Linked DNA regions of Mus musculus: all the other regions are linked to region 1. A link is a contact called in public Hi-C and HiChIP or PLAC-seq data. All regions are on one chromosome and are shown on one strand. The core of a region is the stretch at or near the end of the contact, and the rest is flanking DNA. Distances in the headings are between cores, read along the strand shown.

Evidence for each region. A called contact is a pair of places that touch in the nucleus more often than the background predicts. HiChIP or PLAC-seq counts read pairs in DNA pulled down with a chosen protein or histone mark.
Region 2: a Hi-C map of rod photoreceptor shows a contact between it and region 1, with 1.9 times the contacts expected there. The contact joins two enhancer-like sites. A contact is called at or near these places in 1 of 15 datasets of contacts at CTCF or cohesin (embryonic stem cells), 32 of 484 Hi-C or Micro-C datasets (3T3-L1-derived adipocytes, the G1E-ER4 cell line, bone marrow-derived macrophages and 8 more), 8 of 115 datasets of contacts at active chromatin or transcription factors (double positive thymocytes, embryonic stem cells, large pre-B cells and 1 more) and 2 of 9 other capture datasets (embryonic stem cells and liver).
Region 3: an HNF4G HiChIP or PLAC-seq map of pancreatic cancer cells shows a contact between it and region 1. The contact joins two enhancer-like sites. A contact is called at or near these places in 1 of 15 datasets of contacts at CTCF or cohesin (embryonic stem cells), 24 of 484 Hi-C or Micro-C datasets (Sertoli cells, bone marrow-derived macrophages, cortical neurons and 6 more), 6 of 115 datasets of contacts at active chromatin or transcription factors (embryonic stem cells and pancreatic cancer cells) and 2 of 9 other capture datasets (adipose tissue and liver).

Annotation. Positions count from the first base shown.
Region 1 is chr8:57,790,253-57,793,058 of GRCm38.p6, reverse strand. All of the region lies in intron 11 of Galntl6 (UDP-N-acetyl-alpha-D-galactosamine:polypeptide N-acetylgalactosaminyltransferase-like 6), which reads left to right. Among named protein-coding and RNA genes, the nearest start is that of Gm2921, 8.2 kb to the left of the region's middle. Within about 2 kb of position 1,473, at least 26 of the 459 cell types and tissues checked have an H3K27ac peak or open chromatin away from gene starts, as enhancers often do. A contact at or near this core is called in pancreatic cancer cells and rod photoreceptor, where this site is marked.
Region 2 is chr8:57,704,728-57,707,533 of GRCm38.p6, reverse strand. No RefSeq gene overlaps it. Among named protein-coding and RNA genes, the nearest start is that of Galnt7, 53 kb to the right of the region's middle. Within about 2 kb of position 1,338, at least 3 of the 459 cell types and tissues checked have an H3K27ac peak or open chromatin away from gene starts, as enhancers often do. A contact at or near this core is called in rod photoreceptor, where this site is marked.
Region 3 is chr8:57,724,059-57,726,864 of GRCm38.p6, reverse strand. No RefSeq gene overlaps it. Among named protein-coding and RNA genes, the nearest start is that of Galnt7, 72 kb to the right of the region's middle. Within about 2 kb of position 1,409, at least 12 of the 459 cell types and tissues checked have an H3K27ac peak or open chromatin away from gene starts, as enhancers often do. A contact at or near this core is called in pancreatic cancer cells, where this site is marked.

The DNA.
Region 1 (2,806 bases), core at 224-2,723:
GCAGATAGTCTCACGCATACAAGGGGAGAGAACTGCAGTATGGGAAAAAATTCTATTTTGCTCTTGTTTTTGTTTTTTTGTTTTTTGTTTTTTGAAGTATGTAATTGATTAGGCTTGTCAAACTCTCAATACAACGTTGTCTATGTGGAATGAAGTAGGGTAGGCTTTTATTCTCCAATAGTTATCTTCTGACCTTTAAGATGATATTTTCTGTATACATCAATAAAACACCCGGTCTGCCTCACATGCTGACGGTTTCTAACGAACAGAACATTTCTCATCATTTTACATTTATAGAATGAGAGATAGGCCACTCAATAATAAGCAATTAAGCCTCCAAAATGCAGTTGTTTTCATTAGGGAGCTTATGGAAGCTTACAGATGGATAAGACCAACTAGGGTGTGTGCACACAGAGCTCCTAGGGAAGAAAACCCCAGCTGCAGAGATTTCAGAAGGTAACTCATACGAGCATTAGCCCTGCAGACCTTTCTGGAATCTGAAGAGATTGGTAAAAGATAATCCCTGGCTAGCTTCTGGGCTCAGAGGCAGTGCTCAGCAAGAGGTTACACTCTGTGTATTTATATAACAAGCTAGGCATTTTTTACTCAATCAGGAACATGCTTAAAATGGAAAGTTTCTGAAATATCTCATCTCGGTCGATGACTCAGGCCTATGCAGCACACCTGTTCTTGGAAAATTTGAGGTCTGATCAACACTTAGAAGAAAAATGTTCAAAGAGAGAGCTCTCTGTAAAACTGCCTTCGCCGTTCAGTTACGTGCCTCGGGCTGGTGGGGGTGGTCTACCAGTTCACTAATCCTCTGAGGTTGTTCACTGATTGTCAGAGTGCTCCCTGTTGGTTATCATATTTTAAATTTGGTATTTAAGAATATTTATGAATTAGCTCAAAGGGCCATCTCCTGAGCTCCTAGGGGAATCATTAGGACTGACTCTAGCTGTTAATGAGGAGGAAGCCTTGAGCGATGATTCATGCCCGTCACTCGAGTCCCCATAACCATACAGGTGCTATTACGGAGAGTACCCATAGGAAGATGCTAAGGTGATACTGGCAGAACTGTGGCCAAGCATCATTCAAACTCAGATGAATCCGGCTTCAAAGTCTCCACTCACTGCTCTGCTGTGCTCTTAAGGAACAAGATCAATATCTCCCAGGAGACATCCCTTGTGTTTGTTGGATTTGGTTCAACAGACTCCAGCTAATCGTCTCCAGCTACGTGGAGATTTCTTGGAGAAGGAAGTTGGCCAGTACCTCCCTCATTCAAACAGGTCAACATTGTGGTCAGACACCACTTCCTGGTCCATTAGCAACAATTAGCTCTCAGCTATTCTTAGATATATCTTTTTGAAACCCCAGAGGAGATGGGCATCCCGGTTTTACTCTATTTTAACTATGGTTGTACAACTATATCCCAGAATAGCAGGTGTCCTGTGTGAGAGGAACCCTTACCTTGGTTCTCCTTTGCCACCAGAGGGACCCCTATTACAAGAAGAGCAACCACAGTAAAAACATTTACACCGTTGTTCAATAAGAAACTCGAGTTTCTCCTCTTCAGTCCCCACATCTACTCAGTCATTACAATTAATTATTCCCTTTGCCCTGACAAACTCACCCTTACATGCACACGCACACACTCGTGAGAGCCTCCCCCCCCCACACACACACACACACACAGTCATTGCTATAGCTCCTGCCCTGGCTGCAAGCCATCTCATAACCTTGGATCATTGCAATAGCTAAAGAATCCCCCTGCCTTCCCATACTTGTTCAGGTGGAACTTCCATAATACCTGGCCATTGCAATTCCTCTGTTTTATGATGCCACTTCGCTTCTCGCTGAGTGGAAGGTAAACTCCTTTCACCACCCAATGCTTAGCCCAACCCTTCAGAGTCTGGAAAACCTAATGGTCAGGCCTTAGACTTAGTCAAACTTAAAATAGCCTAGCCAGGGTAGTAGAATGCAACTGCTATCCCAATACTCAGGAGACAGAAGCTGGAAGATTGCTACCAGTGCAAGGCCAGCCTGGCCTGTGTAGTGTGTCCCAACCTACACACTGTAAGCAAGGGTTCCGAAGTGAGAGCCTGTTTCAAAACAAGAAAGAACAGCTTAAGGTTATTTCGCCATCATTTTCAATTCCTTATAACTAAAACAGGTATAATAACTATGTGATACACCATGTACAACTTGTAGCCAGATTTCTGACTGTAGGACCAAATCTCCATATGTGAGGTTGACAAATGCCCTCTTTCTATTTATAACATCTCAAAGTGTAACTTGACACCGTACCTCACTGAAGCAACCTCTGCCACACTGTAACATCACCTACTGTTATCCTTGCCAAATTTAAAGCTAGCTCCCATATCCTGCTCCTTCTAGGTAAACATTTTGTTGGATGGCCTACAGCATACATAACTTAAATTAAGAATTTGAGCACAAGCCATTTATTTGAGAGGTGGATGCAAAAAAAAAAACCCCGAAAATGTATAAATATGAGTACATGTACACATGTGTGTGTGTGTGTGTGTGTTTGTGTGTGTATGTGTGTGTGTGTGTGTGTGCGTGCACGTGAGCACGAGTGTGGTGTATGTAATACTACATACTCCACTATATCGCCAAATAGCCAAATAGAAAACAAACACTATCTCTCTCGTCACTACCTAAACTTTCCTTCTGACCGGTGGTCTAATGGACCACACTATGATCCTAGCAGGAGGCAGAAGCAGCAGTATTGCCATACGTTTGAGGGTCCTTTTGGTTCGTTGGTTGGTTGGTTGGTTGGTTGGTTGGT
Region 2 (2,806 bases), core at 89-2,588, 85 kb after region 1:
ATTTATGCTGAAACTCTCGCCTAACTTTAAAAATAAAATTTGAAAAATACCATCTTAGAGACCAGAGGAAGCGCTGACACGCTGCAATGCTGTCACCGGGAACCCAGGGAGATGGACGCGCCTCCCATCCACGTTTGTCACGCCACTGTGAAGCAGCAAGGTGTCTAGTGGAAGGCCGAGGCTCACAGAACAAATAGGTGGGTGGTTAAAAAACTAGTCACAGAAACTAAAAACTAGGGTTAACTTACAAATTAATAAGAGCTACACATACACATTTAATTATAAAATGCAGAAAAAGCAAAGATAAATCTGCAAAAAAACAAAAAAGCCAAATAATTCTGCGATCCTCTGTACTAAGTCAGGCATGTTAAATCAATAATCAATACTTTCTAAGCTCAAAGAAGCCTGTCTTCACTTTGACACTTCCAACCGCTTGCAAATTATCCCTCAGCAGTCAACCTTCTTCAGAGGGTCTCCTGCAGAGACTCTGGTGATGAAGTGCTCCAGTGTGACCTTAGAAAAACATCCGTGGATGGATTGTACAGGCAGCAAAACTCAGAGGGCGAGATGGCCAAGTGAATAAAGATATTTTCCATCAAACCTGATGACCCAAGTTCATCCCTACAATTTGCACGTGTGTGTGTGTGTGTGTGTGTGCGCGCGTGCACACACACACACACACACACACACACACACACACACCTCTAAGACTTGCTTGCATGCATGCGCACACACATACAGTCTAAATATTTGATGAAAGAAAAAATTCATAGCATATATGTAATCTTGGATCTTCAATGTCACTATCATCTGGATTCACTCTGCTTCACGGTCAATGCAATGCAATGCTTTAATTTCCTAAACCCACCAGCCTTCTCCATAGTCCACTTTTGCATCTTTCTTCCTTTGACCACACCATCCCTGACAGAAGGCTGCTAGTATAAACTCGCTTACAAAAAGCTGGTACGGACAGTCCCTTCAGCACATTTATGAATCTACCTGCCTCTATGCAAAATAGGAAAGATATCCCTGCTGTGTATTAAATCCACTGGAAAGCTACAAAGATTAAATCAGAGTGCTACTGTGCCCACTGCAAATGAAGGGGATACATACTATGCCTATAGCCCAATACATACAAGAAGGTTAGCATGAGATTAAAAATTAAATTTAACTCCCTGCCCACATTAGATCCTAAAATGAAGTTAAGACAGGTGCTAGCATTTGGACCTGCATGTACTCATGGGTCGGTACATCAAAGATTGTCTTGCAGAGTGGCAGTCAGGAGATGACAGACTCTTTAGATGGTGGGGCTTAGTGAGCGCTGTTCAGGTTGCTGGCAGCAAATCCTCAAAGGGGATTATGGGAGCCTAGCTGGGCTCTTCTTTGGCTCACTGACCATGAGGAATGGGGTTCCCCTCCATGATGGTTAGCTGCCTCACAATGGGCCAAAGGCAATGAAATAGATCCCAGCCAGCACCATGCGAGACTGTGAGGCAAAAGAACCCTTTGCTTTTCAAAAATTGAGCGTCTTGAGTAGTTGTTTTCCTAATAGAACACCAACTGACAGAACATTGAGCTAAATTTACATGTACAAAATAATAGCAATGAACATTAGTACTAATAAAAATGAACACTGCTTTAAAAATCTCAGAGTAGGGAAGGGGATTACAAAAAAAACATAAGAGGAAGACTGAAGTCTTGGAAAGGAGCTAGGAAGGTTACTTCCAAAAAGTGACCCAAAGGAAATAGATAGATAAGGCAAACTCTTAAAATAATTGCTCCAGATAAAGAGGTAGCTCAGTGGTAGAGTGCTTGAGTAGTCTGCATCAAGTCCTAGATTCAGTCTCAAGTGACACACATTCACGCGCATGTACACACACTGAAGATATTTGAGTTATAGTCTTTATAACATCTAAATATTTGAACTAGCTTAAATATTCACCAAAAGGTTTTAAATAAATTATGAAACCTCCATATAATAGAAGACTATGTTACAATTAAGAAAGATATGTGTGCATGCTTACTGATGCAGAAAGATATAAAAATGTTAATGAGTAGAGTAACAGTTGCAAAATGGAGTGTAGTTTTGTGAGTTTTTGTCTTAATGTCTGCTATACAAGTAAAATTGGATTTTTCCTTTGTCATGAAGCTTTCTGTGGCTCCTTATTCCCTGATACTGTTTAGCAAGCCATCCAAAGCTATATACATATACATCCCCTTTCCTGATGTAATGATGTTTTCTCCACTATAGAATGTCATACTATTTTGCCAACTGTCCCTCCACTTATTGACATATTTTATGTATGTCTGTATTGATTAAAGTTCACCTATGTCCTTCTTAATTGCACTATAGTATTCTATTCCAAGAGGAGGGATCTCCTATGTTTGCATCTTCTAGAACTATTTCTATGGTTCCAACCTTTGTGCAGTGTCACCTGACATTGGGGGGGGGGGATTTCACACTTTCCTTCCATTTTCAGAGCATAATGTTTTCACTTATTTTAGACATAAAACTATTTACAAAAGCACATCTCTGCACACACTATTGAGTTTGTGTTTCTAGTAGACCCTCCAGCTTTGTCCCAAGTAAAATTTCCAAAATTTACAAACAAAGGGGAAAAATTAGGTAAGTCTGTAGTTTTCTGGGGATTTTACTAACATAAGCTAGACATGGAGACTTACATGGATAATTCTAGAACTTTGGGGAAATAGGCCAGAGGTTTCCTGTAAGTATGAGGCCAGCATGAGTTCAAGGCCAGCCTTTCCTAGAAAGTGAGATATGATCCCTCCTGCCCCTGCCCCTGCC
Region 3 (2,806 bases), core at 160-2,659, 66 kb after region 1:
TCTTACAGGTTGGAACATCTTCTGGATATATGCCCAGGAGAGGTATTGAAGGATCCTCAGGTAGTACTATGAGACAGGATCTCACACAGCCTTGTATTTTCCTTGTCCAAAAAACTAAAAGAGAGAGTAAGGCCTGTAAGTTCCCATGAGGCTTTGGTATGAGTGTGCGGCTAAAAGCTGAAGAACCTGGAGTGGGCTGCCCATGGCAATGACAGCCACAGATACACCTGATCAAGAACAGAACTTGTACTTAAAGTGCAAGCCAAGTTCCCCACACCTTTCGCTTTTTGTTCCATCCGATCCCCCAGCCTATCAGACGGTGGCCATAAAAGCCAGTTCTAGGAAAATCCGCCACCATTGCTTAAATGAGCTCTGTCAGGCAGCTCTAAAGAACTTCCAAGGGTCTGCATTTGTGTAAGATGTGCTTCGGAATTCCTTCATGATGATGCCAATCAACCCTAGACACCATCCAGCAACACACCCAGAAGTGGCCTTTACGCACTTTCTAGACACCACTCAATTCTGTCAAATTGACGTTCAAGTAATGCAGGTGAATCCTCCTGTTGCCAAGGACATTTGCCTACATTCCAGGGTAGTGAGAACTCTCTCTTTCCAAAGCTCAGATGACAAGCCAATAGTCTGATGGGTCCACTAATTAGGAAGTCCCTTTCCTGTGATACACAGTGCTGAGGTACATAGATAACATCTGACCCCTTCCCATCGTCACATAGACATTATAGGAACTGAGACCTTGTGCTGTTTTGGCTCTTCTTTCTGCTATGAGGGATAACAGATACTGTTCATGGGTCTCATGTCCATCCACCATAGGTCTATAAAGGAAGGGGACGATCTTTCAAGAGTACATCTTAGAACCTTTCCCCTTTGAACTTACCAGAAACAATGTCAAGTTTGTAGGTTGCATTTGGTGTTGAGAATGGAGCTAAAAATTTCAATTTAATAAGCATGCAACAGTTGAGTATAAGTCCTTAAATTCTAAGTCTTATGCAGACAAACGGAAATGGGTCCAGTAAGTCATGTGACTTAAACATTAATAGTGATGGTCATCAGCAGCATTGTATCCTACAATGGTAGTGACTCATTCTTCAGTTCGGGGATAGTACCCATACCTCAGGGGTAGTTATCATCCTTCAGGGGCAGTACTGCATTAGCACACGGCTGCTCAGTAGTTGGCATGTATATGCTTTATCTTTGCCAACCTGATTCGATTTGGAGTCAACAAAGAGTCTCACTTCTGGACAGATGTGGGAGGACATTTTCAGGAAGGATTAGCTGAGAGGGGACAATACTCTCCTAGAGTGAGAAACATCTTTTCCTGGTATGAGGATGTCTGAGAGGCCCAGATATAAAGAGGTCTGAGGAAAAAGCAGAGCTACTTCCTTGTCTGACTTCACTTACTGTTGGGGTGTGTACCTACCCTGTTCTTAAAGCTGTCAACAGATCCATTGTTGCCACTGTGGTGGTTTGAACAAGAATGCGCCCCCCCCCCCATAGGCTCACGTATCTAAATGCTTAGTCACCAGGGGAGGCACTATTTGAGAAAGATTAAGAGGAGTCGCCTTATTGGAAAACAGGTATCAGTGGGAGCTAGTTTTGAGGTTTCAAAAGCCCAGCCAGACCCAGGCTCTTTCCCTCTATCTCTCTCTTCCCCTTGCCTCCTCTCCCATCCCCTCCCCCACCCCACTATTTTTTTCTTCTGCATGAAGATCAGTATATAGAACTCTCAGCTACTTCTCCAGCACCCGCGCCTGCCTGTCACCATGCTCCCTGCCATGATGATAAGGAACTAAGCCCATGAAACCATAAGCCACTCCCAATTAAATGCTTTCTTTTAGAAGAGTTGCCTCGTTTCACAACCTACACAGTGTGAGGAGCTATCTGTGGAGAGCCGTGCCGCGAGCAATCGCCATTATAAGATGGCGCTGGCCTCCACTGTGCCTAACTAGTAAACAAGCCTTGTACGCAGGTTCGAGAGTGAACTCACTCCTAGTCACTCCCATTCTCGGGGTGTAATAGTGGGGTGATTGGTGAGCAACGAATCAGGAGCTGTCACGCCATATCAGGTGCTGAAACATCACGCTGCGGGCTATAAAAGCGGCGCCATTTTCCCAGTTCAGGGTCTTCCTGAAGAAGTAAGCAATAAAGCTTTTGCTGCGGAAGATTCCGGTTTGTTGTGTCTTTCTTGCCGGTCGAGTGGGATGCAATAGCTATCCAGCTCTCATCATGTACGCCAATCAAATAAATCCTCTTTGGTAACACATATTCATAATATCAGTTCTGTCCCTCTAGAGATCGCTAATGCAACATCCACACCAATATCTAAATGGCATATATGTGTGCATCTCCTATTTGTGTATTCTTCTCTCTAGTCTTCCACAGTTTCATACTTCCCTTTCTGCCAATTGCTTGACCACCATCTCTTCACTGCATTGCAAGTCATGTGTCAGCAAATTTTGACATCTTTCCTGCAGCTGAGGGTGGTGAAGGCTCAGTGCGGCTCTTTTTTTTCCCTATAATTTATACTTTTTCAATGCCTGGAGGTTATCTGTTTTACCCTGCTCCTCTGAAAGCATGCAACAGACACCAACCACTATGACTGCCTTTGTCATCATCAAAGGACCCCCTTTACAATCTTCTAAAGTGCCTTACTCCAGAGATGACCTGATTGTTCCGAATTTCTCCCAAGAACATCCAGAGGCAGGCACCGGTGAGGGACATGAATTATATGTGAAGAACAGTCCTCCTGACAGTGCTCTGAGAATGTTTCAGATAGTTGGCAAGGAAAGCA